2 separate regions of the Podarcis muralis genome follow, and region 1 is linked to region 2. Evidence: chromatin contacts called from public Hi-C data. All regions are on one chromosome and are shown on one strand. The core of a region is the stretch at or near the end of the contact, and the rest is flanking DNA. Distances in the headings are between cores, read along the strand shown.

Region 1 (4,577 bases), core at 1,700-4,199, 220 kb before region 2:
ATAGAGTTGGAAGAGACCACAAGGGCCATCGAGTCCAACCCCCTGCCAAGCAGGAAACACCATCAGAGCACTCCTGACATATGGTTGTCAAGCCTCTGCTTAAAGACCTCCAAAGACGGAGACTCCACCACACTCCTTGGCAGCAAATTCCACTGTCGAACAGCTCTTACTGTCAGGAAGTTCTTCCTAATGTTTAGGTGGAATCTTCTTTCTTGTAGTTTGGATCCATTGCTCCGTGTCCGCTTCTCTGGAGCAGCAGAAAACAACCTTTCTCCCTCCTCTATGTGACATCCTTTTATATATTTGAACATGGCTATCATATCACCCCTTAACCTCCTCTTCTCCAGGCTAAACATGCCCAGCTCCCTTAGCCGTTCCTCATAAGGCATCGTTTCCAGGCCTTTGACCATTTTGGTTGCCCTCCTCTGGACACGTTCCAGTTTGTCAGTGTCCTTCTTGAACTGTGGTGCCCAGAACTGGACACAGTACTCCAGGTGAGGTCTGACCAGAGCAGAATACAGTGGCACTATTACTTCCCTTGATCTAGATGCTATACTCCTATTGATGCAGCCCAGAATTGCATTGGCAGATTGCATTGACAATTGCATTGACAATTGCATTGTCTAATCCCCTTTTAAACCAAACCAAATTGGTGGAAAAGATGGAAGGAAATCTTGATTTTCTATTGCATACCATCATGCAGTTTGCATAGTGCTTGCATCTATGGTTGCCAGCTGCCCCTACTCCAGGACACATGGGCTTCTCCTTTTGTTCCAGTGACCTCTCCAGGGTGCCTGGCAGCTGGTCCACTGTCCACCTGTGTCATCACCTTTTCTGGGCAATGGGCATCTGATATCCTGCTGCTCCAACTGTGGCAACTCCAGCTAGCCTTTCCAACGCTGGAAAACTGCTCGGTGAACTGGTGACAGAGATCAGAAGGAGGGAGAGAGATGGCTTGTGGGAGGAATATGTGGAATTAAAATGTACTTTGTCAACCTGTGCGGGGTGGGAGAGGAGAAGGCTGGCAAGTGGCGAGATGTGCAGATAAAAGGAGGTAGAAAGAAGACACTATGGAACCAGCAGGAGAAAGCCAAAAAGTAAGAGGCTGGAAGGGGATAACCATTTGAAACTCCCCAGTCATCCTTTTAAGTTGTGGATCAAAAGAGTCACATGCCAGTTTATTGTTCCTTAGTTACTCCTATGTCCCAGATGGGGTCCTTTATTTTTATTGCTCTGTCTCAGCTGGTACCCACCAGTGTAACAGGCAACTATGGTCAAGTCGCCAGTGGTAACTCACACGAGACTCCACAGTCTTGCATCCTCACTATAATATGCAAAAAGGTTTCTGTGTTTAGATTGATGTCCATGGGCACTTTCTGCACTATGGTTAAAAACACTGGTTTTGCCAGAAGTGACTTAGTTGTGCTGGCCACATGACCTGGAAAAACTGTGCGGACAAACGCCGGCTCCCTCGGCCTGTAAAGCGAGATGAGCACCGCAACCCCAGAGTTGTCTGTGACTGGACTTAACTGTCCTTTACCTTTACCTTTAAGATGGTATAGTATTGCATCCTAGCTGTATGTCTGACTAAGCCACCCAGAGTGGCTGGGGAAGCCCAGCCAGATGGGTGGGAAAAAAATAATAAAATTATCATTGTCATCATCATCATCATCATCCCCATTCCGTTCTGGTACATTTGAAGCCACTTTGTCTGGTGCATAGGTGAAAAGAATATTTTGATATTGTAATATACAATACAGCGATGCATGTAGATGTACAGCCCGTGGGAATCCTCTGCTTCCCCTGCAAATTACCAGTGCCTTTAGCAAAAACATCCAAAAGTTTTACTGATTTTAGTGCAGCTTCCAGCTGTTCTAAATGTTGGACTATACAACACCAGCAGAGGGCAGTAGATATCCAGACTTCGATCCTGCAGATGAAGGCATAAAACAGTTTTGTCTCTCTGGCGTGATTTTGCACTAAATCACTGCTATTGTAGTTTAAAAAGTTATTTCAGTATGGGTCTCTTTGCCTTTGGGAAAAGTGCTTGGTATCCCCAATGAAGAAAGTAAGAAGTCTTTATTGCAATTGCTCAGAAAGTGAAACTACCTTTAGCTTCATTCTTAATGCAGCTTTAACTTTGCAGAAGTATTCATGCACTAAAAAAGTGAAGTTTGTACAATTTCCTAAACTGCAATGAAGAGGCCAATTAGTTGGAAAGGTAGTTGTATTTTACATAAGCCCTTCTGGCTTCCACTCTTTCCAAACACTTGAGGAATGAAATTATCACCCCTCTTTTATTGTCCATTCCGAGTCGCCCAGCCACTGCCATAGAGTCCTTTCTCTTGGCAGATCAAGATGAGCAGGTGACAGCAAAGGTTGCAAGGTTTTTAGCTGGGAGAATCAGAATAAGATCCACAATTTGACTGTTGATTCATAACCCTAACATGTATTTTATATAATTGACTTTTTATTTCTGTTCTTTGTATATCGTATTGTTGTTTTATTGCTATGGCCGATGGCTGACGCAAATAAAGATTAATTCATCCATCCATCCATCCATCCATTCATTACATAAGCCTCTTTGCGGTGGAGAGGAGGAGTACGGTCTGAGTACAGTCTGTATTTCTATCGTTAAGAGCAGCAAAAAAACCCCTCCTTAATTGTGCTGTGCTTTTCGTGTTTCGACGTGTTGTGAAGTAACGTGTTGCGGCTTGCACGAGAATTGGTGGGGTAGATTGAGTTGTCACAACCCTCAGTATCTGGGCAAAGGGAGAGAGCGCCTGCGCGCCAACAAGATGCCCTGTGCGCTTCGACCGCCTCACAACAGCGACCCGCCAAGTCCCAAGCGCGCCTCGCGCGCCTCCTCGACTGCCGAGGCTCCAGAGCCAAGAGCGGGAGCGCGCGCGCACCGTGCGCCCTTCCCCCAGAGGGGCGGGGCCGGGGAAGGCGGAGGAAGCTGCTCGGGCCAGGTAAGCGGAAAGTGCGCTCGCGCGCTGCTACGTGCGCTGTTCCGGGTGGGAGGTTTGCAACGCCGGTGTGTTGCGGGGTCTCCCTGTCCCCGCCCCCCCATCCCTCCCTCCGGAAGCTGCTCCGGCCCTTTGTGGATGCCACCTCGGAGGAATGTGGCCCGCCGAACAGAGGAAGCTGCCTTATACCGGGTCTGAGCATAGGCCCATGTAATTTTGTGTTGTCCGCACGGTTTGCAAGCAGCTGTCCAGGGTTTGGGTCTCTCTCCCAGGTTTGCTGAGCCTGGGAATGGATCGTCTGCGTTCAGACGTCAGGGCTGTCGCCTATTTTTGTTTTGTTTTCCCTGGCAGGCTAAAGTGGGCTTGCCAAGGAGTTGTTTGAGAGGCAGAACTTCAAATATCCCCTGCCCCGAGCATGGAGATGCAATGGCTAAAATGACCAGAAGAAACAGAAATCAGGAAAACCAAAATGTTAATAAGGAATTGGGAAAATATATAACTTTTCTTAAAGACCACTGTAAACAGTTAAAATCGTTAGTAGGATTGGAATATCACTTGTAGTTTAATGGTGAATTTTGGATACAATGGAGAGATAAAAGATTTGGATTATTATAAAAGATGCAGGAGGAAATGATTAACAATAGGACTCACAAAGGGGAGGAGGGAAGTAAAAGAGATTCATTGGAATCTTGTTTTTATGTTGTATGTTGAATATGTGACTGTAAAATTTTAATCTGAAAAACCAAATAAATACATTTAAAGAACTTCTAATATTTTATCCCCGAGCATGGAGATACAGTGAGGGTGGAAGTTGCCACTGGTTGGCATTTGCCAACTAGTTTTCAGATGTTTGAAAGCTTCCCCATAGAAGTGGGAAACTTTTTCCTTTCTTTTCTTTCTAGCTTGAAGTTTAAGTCTCTGTGGAAGTCACACTGACACTGAAGAAGCCTTTCCCCCTGTGGGTATATGTGAATGAAAGAGTGACTTATGGATGCTAATAAATTGTGGCGGAAGGTACTCTGCACATTCTTAAGGGCCCTCTCTGCTTCACATTATGCAAGCAGAGTATTGGCAGCAGGCTCTGGAGCTCTGCTTTTGCTTGCACACACCCAATCTGTTCCCTCCATTTGACACTGCGAGCCTTGCTTTCTGTACAAGGAGCAAATGAAGAACAGCAATCTTTGAAGAGGTTCTAAATGTGACACGACTCAAGAATCACTATGTCTAAAAGTATTGAGGGACAAATGGTTTTCCTCTCAATGATTGTCATGCTTTTATTATGTTGGCAAGTGGCTTTACGGTCATTCAGTTTTTTACATGGGTGGAGTTAAGAATTCTGCAAACAGCATTTTGTAAAGTCTACCTGATAAAATGTAGGAGCCCCGGGATTCCATGTTTGTATAACTAGGATTCAGCACACCCTCGAATCACCGTTTGCTGGGTTTTTGTTGCCAAGCCCACTGTTTTTCTTCTTCCTATCAGCTGAACAGCTCCCATGAGATGCATTTTGCATTTGGTTGTGTTCTATGCTTGGTAGACAGTCTCTACTGTGGCCTTATGAAAGCTGAAATACCTATCACAGTATTCTGTGCTTAAAAGATATCACAG
Region 2 (4,966 bases), core at 2,197-4,696:
CCATGAGGAGAACAAGGGATTTGGTTTAAGAAAAGAGGAACAAATTTGTAACAAATTGGAAGAACTCCTCCAGCATAAACTGCAGAAAGTAGCATTTTACTAGTAAACAAAGTCACTAAGGCAATTTAAAAGCTCTATCTACTCTAGATTATGCAGACATCAGAAGTCTCTGACCTTTTTCCTCAGACTAGAGAAGTGGACTTCCTCACCCAAATGTCAACTTTTTGTTGACATAAAAACAGAAAAACCACACAGAGTGGTGGACTTTCATTCACCATTATGATTTCTATAATTGCTAGCATTGCTAGAAAAATCTGATTCATCTTCTAAGTGGTTGCTGTATGTTAATGCTTGGGATTTAAATCTAAAGGAATGGAGGCTCTAAGAAACTCTGTTCTGCCTCAACATTCAGCCTTACCCTGCATTTCTGCACAAGTTAATTCTGATGGTAAATGTAATCAATTATCGCATGCATGCAAATCCCCAAGCGTGCATGAGTGGCTGGCTCTGAAACTGCTACGTCCAACAGCTGCGCCAATTTAAACCCTGTACAGCTTTAAATCCTGTACAGATTTCATTTACTGTGTCAGAAAAGTTAACTCTGTTCATCTCAGCATGACATGACTGCACATAACATGTATTTAAAAGGAAAACCAGGACCAAAGTGACCCAAATTTTGCATAAAGAAAAGTTGAACCATGCAATATGTCACACACTTTTTGGGAGGGAGGGGCAAGTGTGCAGATATGTATTTGGGTAACTCATTTTGCTTGTTAGCTTTGAGGAGGGGCAAGTAGTTCAGGCTACTGAAACACTGGCACTGGAAATCTGACTCACACAAGCACAATCCTATGTATGTCTACTCAGAAGTAAGCCCTGGTGTGTTCAACAGGATTTATTCACAGGAAATTGGGTACTGGAGTGCAGCCTAAAGGATGAACTGTAGCGACGAACACCTCAAAAGACTGGCAGATATCTGATTAGTAAATGTAGTTAGGTTGGTTGCATTGTCTTCTAGGATATTACCATATTTATGGTCATTTGCTTGTCTTTCATTTTTGAAAGACATAAAAGAGGAAGGGTAGGACAGACAGAATGCAATGCTTTCTTAACTGGAAATTAAAATGTTACCTAGACCCCATATTTCTTTGATATGTGGGCTTATCAGCAATAAAGACCAGAAAGAGGATACAGTGGTACCTCTGGTTATGAACTTAATTCATTCTGGAGGTCTGTTCGTAAGCTGAAACTGTTCTTATCCTGAGGCGCGCTTTCGCTAATGGGGCCTCCAGCATGTGATTTCCGTTCGCATCCTGGGGCAAAGTTTGCAACCCGAGGTAAAGTTCATAACCCGAGGTAAAGGTAAAGGGACCCCTGACCATTAGGTCCAGACATGACTGACTCTAGGGTTGCGACGCTCATTTCGCTTTATTGGCCGAGGGAGCCGGTGTACAGCTTCAGGGTCATGTGGCCAGCATGACTAAGCCGCTTCTGGAGAACCAGAGCGAACTTTCCCGCCAGAGCGGTACTTATTTATCTACTTGCACTTTGACGAGCTTTTGAACTGCTAGGTTGGCAGGAGCAGGGACCGAGCAACGGGAGCTCACCCCGTCGTGGGAATTCGAACTGCTGACCTTCTGATCGGCAAGTCCCAGGCTCTGTGGTTTAACCCACAGCGCCACCTGTGTCCCAATTGTACAGTGGTACCTGAGGTACCACTGTACAATTGTTCCTAGCCAAAATCTCTCACTTTAAAAAAATAGCAGTTGCCCCATGTCAGCTTCACTCTATTTTCTCACCACCTAAGTTAGTGATTTATATTTAATTATTGCATTTATATGGCGCTTTCCCTCAGAGGAGCTCAAGGCATGATTCCCCCCCCCTTCCCATTTTATCTTTACAACAACCCTGTGAGGTAGGTCAACCAAAGCGACTGTGACTGGCCCAGGGTCACCCAAGTGAGCTTCATGGCTGAGTGGGGATTTGAACCCTGGTCTCCCAGGTCCTAATCCAACCCTCTAACCACTACAGCAGAGTTATTATGCCAAGGCCAAGACATAAATGTGCGTATGAATGGAAAAGATGTATTATGCCACCCGCAATAAATATACCACACACCATTTCCTGAATTCTGGATTTCTAAATAAACAAACAAGCAACCCCTGCCCTGGAAACTAACCATAACTAGTTCTGCTCAATATATGGGATGTTTACATAAACAAAAGTAGCACAATAAAGCAAGCACCTCAGTTTTAAAGATTTGTCACTTACAGTAGACTTGCCAGACTCCATGCCCCACAACACCTCTGATTTTATTTTTCATTTCATCTACTTACGGTAATTGCATTTTTAACCCACCCTTCCACCAGGGTGGCTTGCAACAGTTCATTCCTCACCCATTTTATATGTAACTTCGCCCAATGAGCTTCAGGGCTGAATACAAATTTGAACCTGGCTCTCCAGTCTCAGTTCTGTAATCTAGCCACGGCATCACACGTTGTTCTCAATATATGCCAGCAATAAATTAACAGCTGCCTAGGAGGCAGACGTCCACCAGGGGTAGCTTTCTCCTAGCCAAGCAAGTCTTCAGGAGAATCGGTATCATATACAGTGGGCTGCTTAATTTTTTTAAAAATAATAATAATAATACAGCACTTCTGTTTATAAACCAGCTGCCCAACCTTAATCCCCTTCACCTTGAAGAGCAGAAGGCAATAAGGCCTCAGGAGCATCCTTGATATATTCTGCAAGTATTTTGAGGGCAGCAGCCCAGAACAGACCACCTCTCCTCAACTGGGTACCCTTAGCCATGGCTCAAAACATCTTGGTTGGGAAAGGCTGGTGTGGCCAAAGTTAGAGATTAGACGCCCAAATGGTCTGGCTGGGTCTCAGGAAAGCTTCCTCACCTCGCCCCTCCAGATGTTTTTGGCCTACAACTCCCATGATCCCTAGCTAGCAGCACCAGTGGTCAGGGATGATGGGAATTGTAGTCTCAAAACATCTGGAGGGCCGAGGTTGAGGAAGCCTGCTCTAAGGCATTGCGTGCCCTCCCATTAACTCGGGGAAGCGAATTCCCACGGGGCGATGGGAACAGGATGAGGGAAAGAGCAGGATCCGATCCCTCCCCTCGGCAAGAGCCGCGTGGGCAGCAAGGCACCTGCCCTTGGGAACTCCTGGTCTATTTCTCTGCTGGAGAGGCTTCAGGAGCGGCACCGGCAAAGCCCCCCCCCCCCGCCCCCCCAGGAAGCAAAAGTAACCGGCTGGGATCGGGGTAAACATACTTCGAGCGCAGGGCGCGCAGCAAGAACCGAAGACCGCGCCGCGCCCGGCTCTTCCTTCCTGCAGGCGGGGAAAGGGAAGAGGTGGAGCCTCGCTGATACGGAGAAGCCAAGCGCCTGAGCTGCGTTTCTTTCGCGGGCCGAGGGCGGCATCTGCTGGATTGGCAGCGAGTAACGCTGTGCCCGGAAAGAGAATGGGCTGTCTATGGTTCGTGCTTTAAAAGCACGTCCAACGCAGGCGCCCACCCACCCCACGTCCTGGGAACTGTAGTTTGCTCAGGGTGCTGGGAATTGCAGCTCGGGAAAATTACAGTTCCGGGGTGTGTGGGTGTGTGTGTGCTTTTAATACATTGTGTTTTAATGCCCTAACCCGCCTTAACAGTGAAAGGCAGGTAATTAATAATAATAGTAATAATCAGCTCCAGTAAGCATGACCTACAGGCAGGGATTTGTAGTCTCAACATCTGGAAGGCCAGAGGTTCCCAGCCCAATGGTCAGGCTTGGCGTCTGTGTGCACACACACTGAAAAGTGTCATCGTGTGCCATAACTTACAAGCTATGACTCCCAGAGGACAATAACTTGAAAAGAATGCACACACACACCAAAGCAAACAACAACATTGAGCTTTGTCCAAAGTTTCAAGGAAGCTCAGAAAGACTGAGCCAAACAGGAATGGGGATGAAGGTGTCTCACCTATCACCAGTGCTTTTTCCTGGGGGTACACAGGGGTACCCATACCCCTAAACATTTTGTGAATCTTAAGTTAGGCCTCATTACAGGGCAGTATTTCAATGTGAGTAGGAAAATGAGAGTAACCCTAAACAATATTTTTTTTTAAAAAAAAAAGCACTGCCCATCACTATGACAAAAGGCAATCCTCACCATTGCCACACTTCACAAAGCTGTGCATAGGAATGAGAGAGGAGTTCTGTTCCATAACTGTTCAGAGATTCCTGCACAACCGGGGTCCTATGTGACACCAAACATGAGACAAGTGGTTGTGGCTTGGGAAAACCACTTTGTGAGCCGAATTAGGATCCCTGATGGGCCTAATTAGGACTGGGCTGGAGGTTCCTCACTCCTGATTTAATATATGCAACATTTGTACAATTTTAAACTGCTCTTGGGGTGGTATTCTCTGATGAACTGGAAAATTAACCTATGGCTAATTTCATGTGTATAATGAGGAGGGGGAGAAAAGGAATCACACACAAACACAGAGAAACAGAGAAGGGGCACATCATCCATTCTTGGTTCTGACTCCACCCACTACCAGCATGTGCCCCTTGACAGATTAACCCCCAAGGTACTGTGGACCTACCCACTCCTGTTTTAGTCTAGTTAGTGAGTTTATGTTTGCTTTGGTGCATTTTATAGCCTTGGCATGCCTTGGTGTGTTGTCAGCTGCCTTTTGAATGCTTATCCTCAAAGCCAGTGTAATTTATAAATAAATAAATAGGAATACTTTGTACACGCTGGCAATCTTTGCATCTTTGGGTAAAATACATATATAATATTGCTTGACCACCCCATTAGCTTTTGACCTTGAATGCTGGTGGGAGGATGAGAGTTTAAATCCAACAGCTAAGTTGGAGAAGGCAGACCTGCTGCATAAGTAAGCACATTTGTTGAGAGTCCTACTGACCTAAAGCTGAATGTTTGTATATTTCTGATGATGTTTTCATTG

The links. A called contact is a pair of places that touch in the nucleus more often than the background predicts.
Region 1: a Hi-C map of blood shows a contact between it and region 2, with 4 times the contacts expected there. The contact joins the promoter of RAB9A here to the promoter of GEMIN8 in region 2. A contact is called at or near these places in 2 of 3 Hi-C or Micro-C datasets (blood and tail).

What each region holds. Positions count from the first base shown.
Region 1 is chr4:67,625,158-67,629,734 of rPodMur119.hap1.1, reverse strand. It overlaps RAB9A (RAB9A, member RAS oncogene family), which reads left to right and starts at 2,949. Exons shown (of 3, transcript XM_077927502.1): 1 at 2,949-2,972. TCEANC (transcription elongation factor A N-terminal and central domain containing) reads left to right here and starts at 2,899. Exons shown (of 2, transcript XM_028727678.2): 1 at 2,899-2,972.
Region 2 is chr4:67,407,444-67,412,409 of rPodMur119.hap1.1, reverse strand. It overlaps GEMIN8 (gem nuclear organelle associated protein 8), which reads right to left and starts at 3,446. Exons shown (of 3, transcript XM_028727665.2): 1 at 3,282-3,446. The coding sequence starts at 3,431.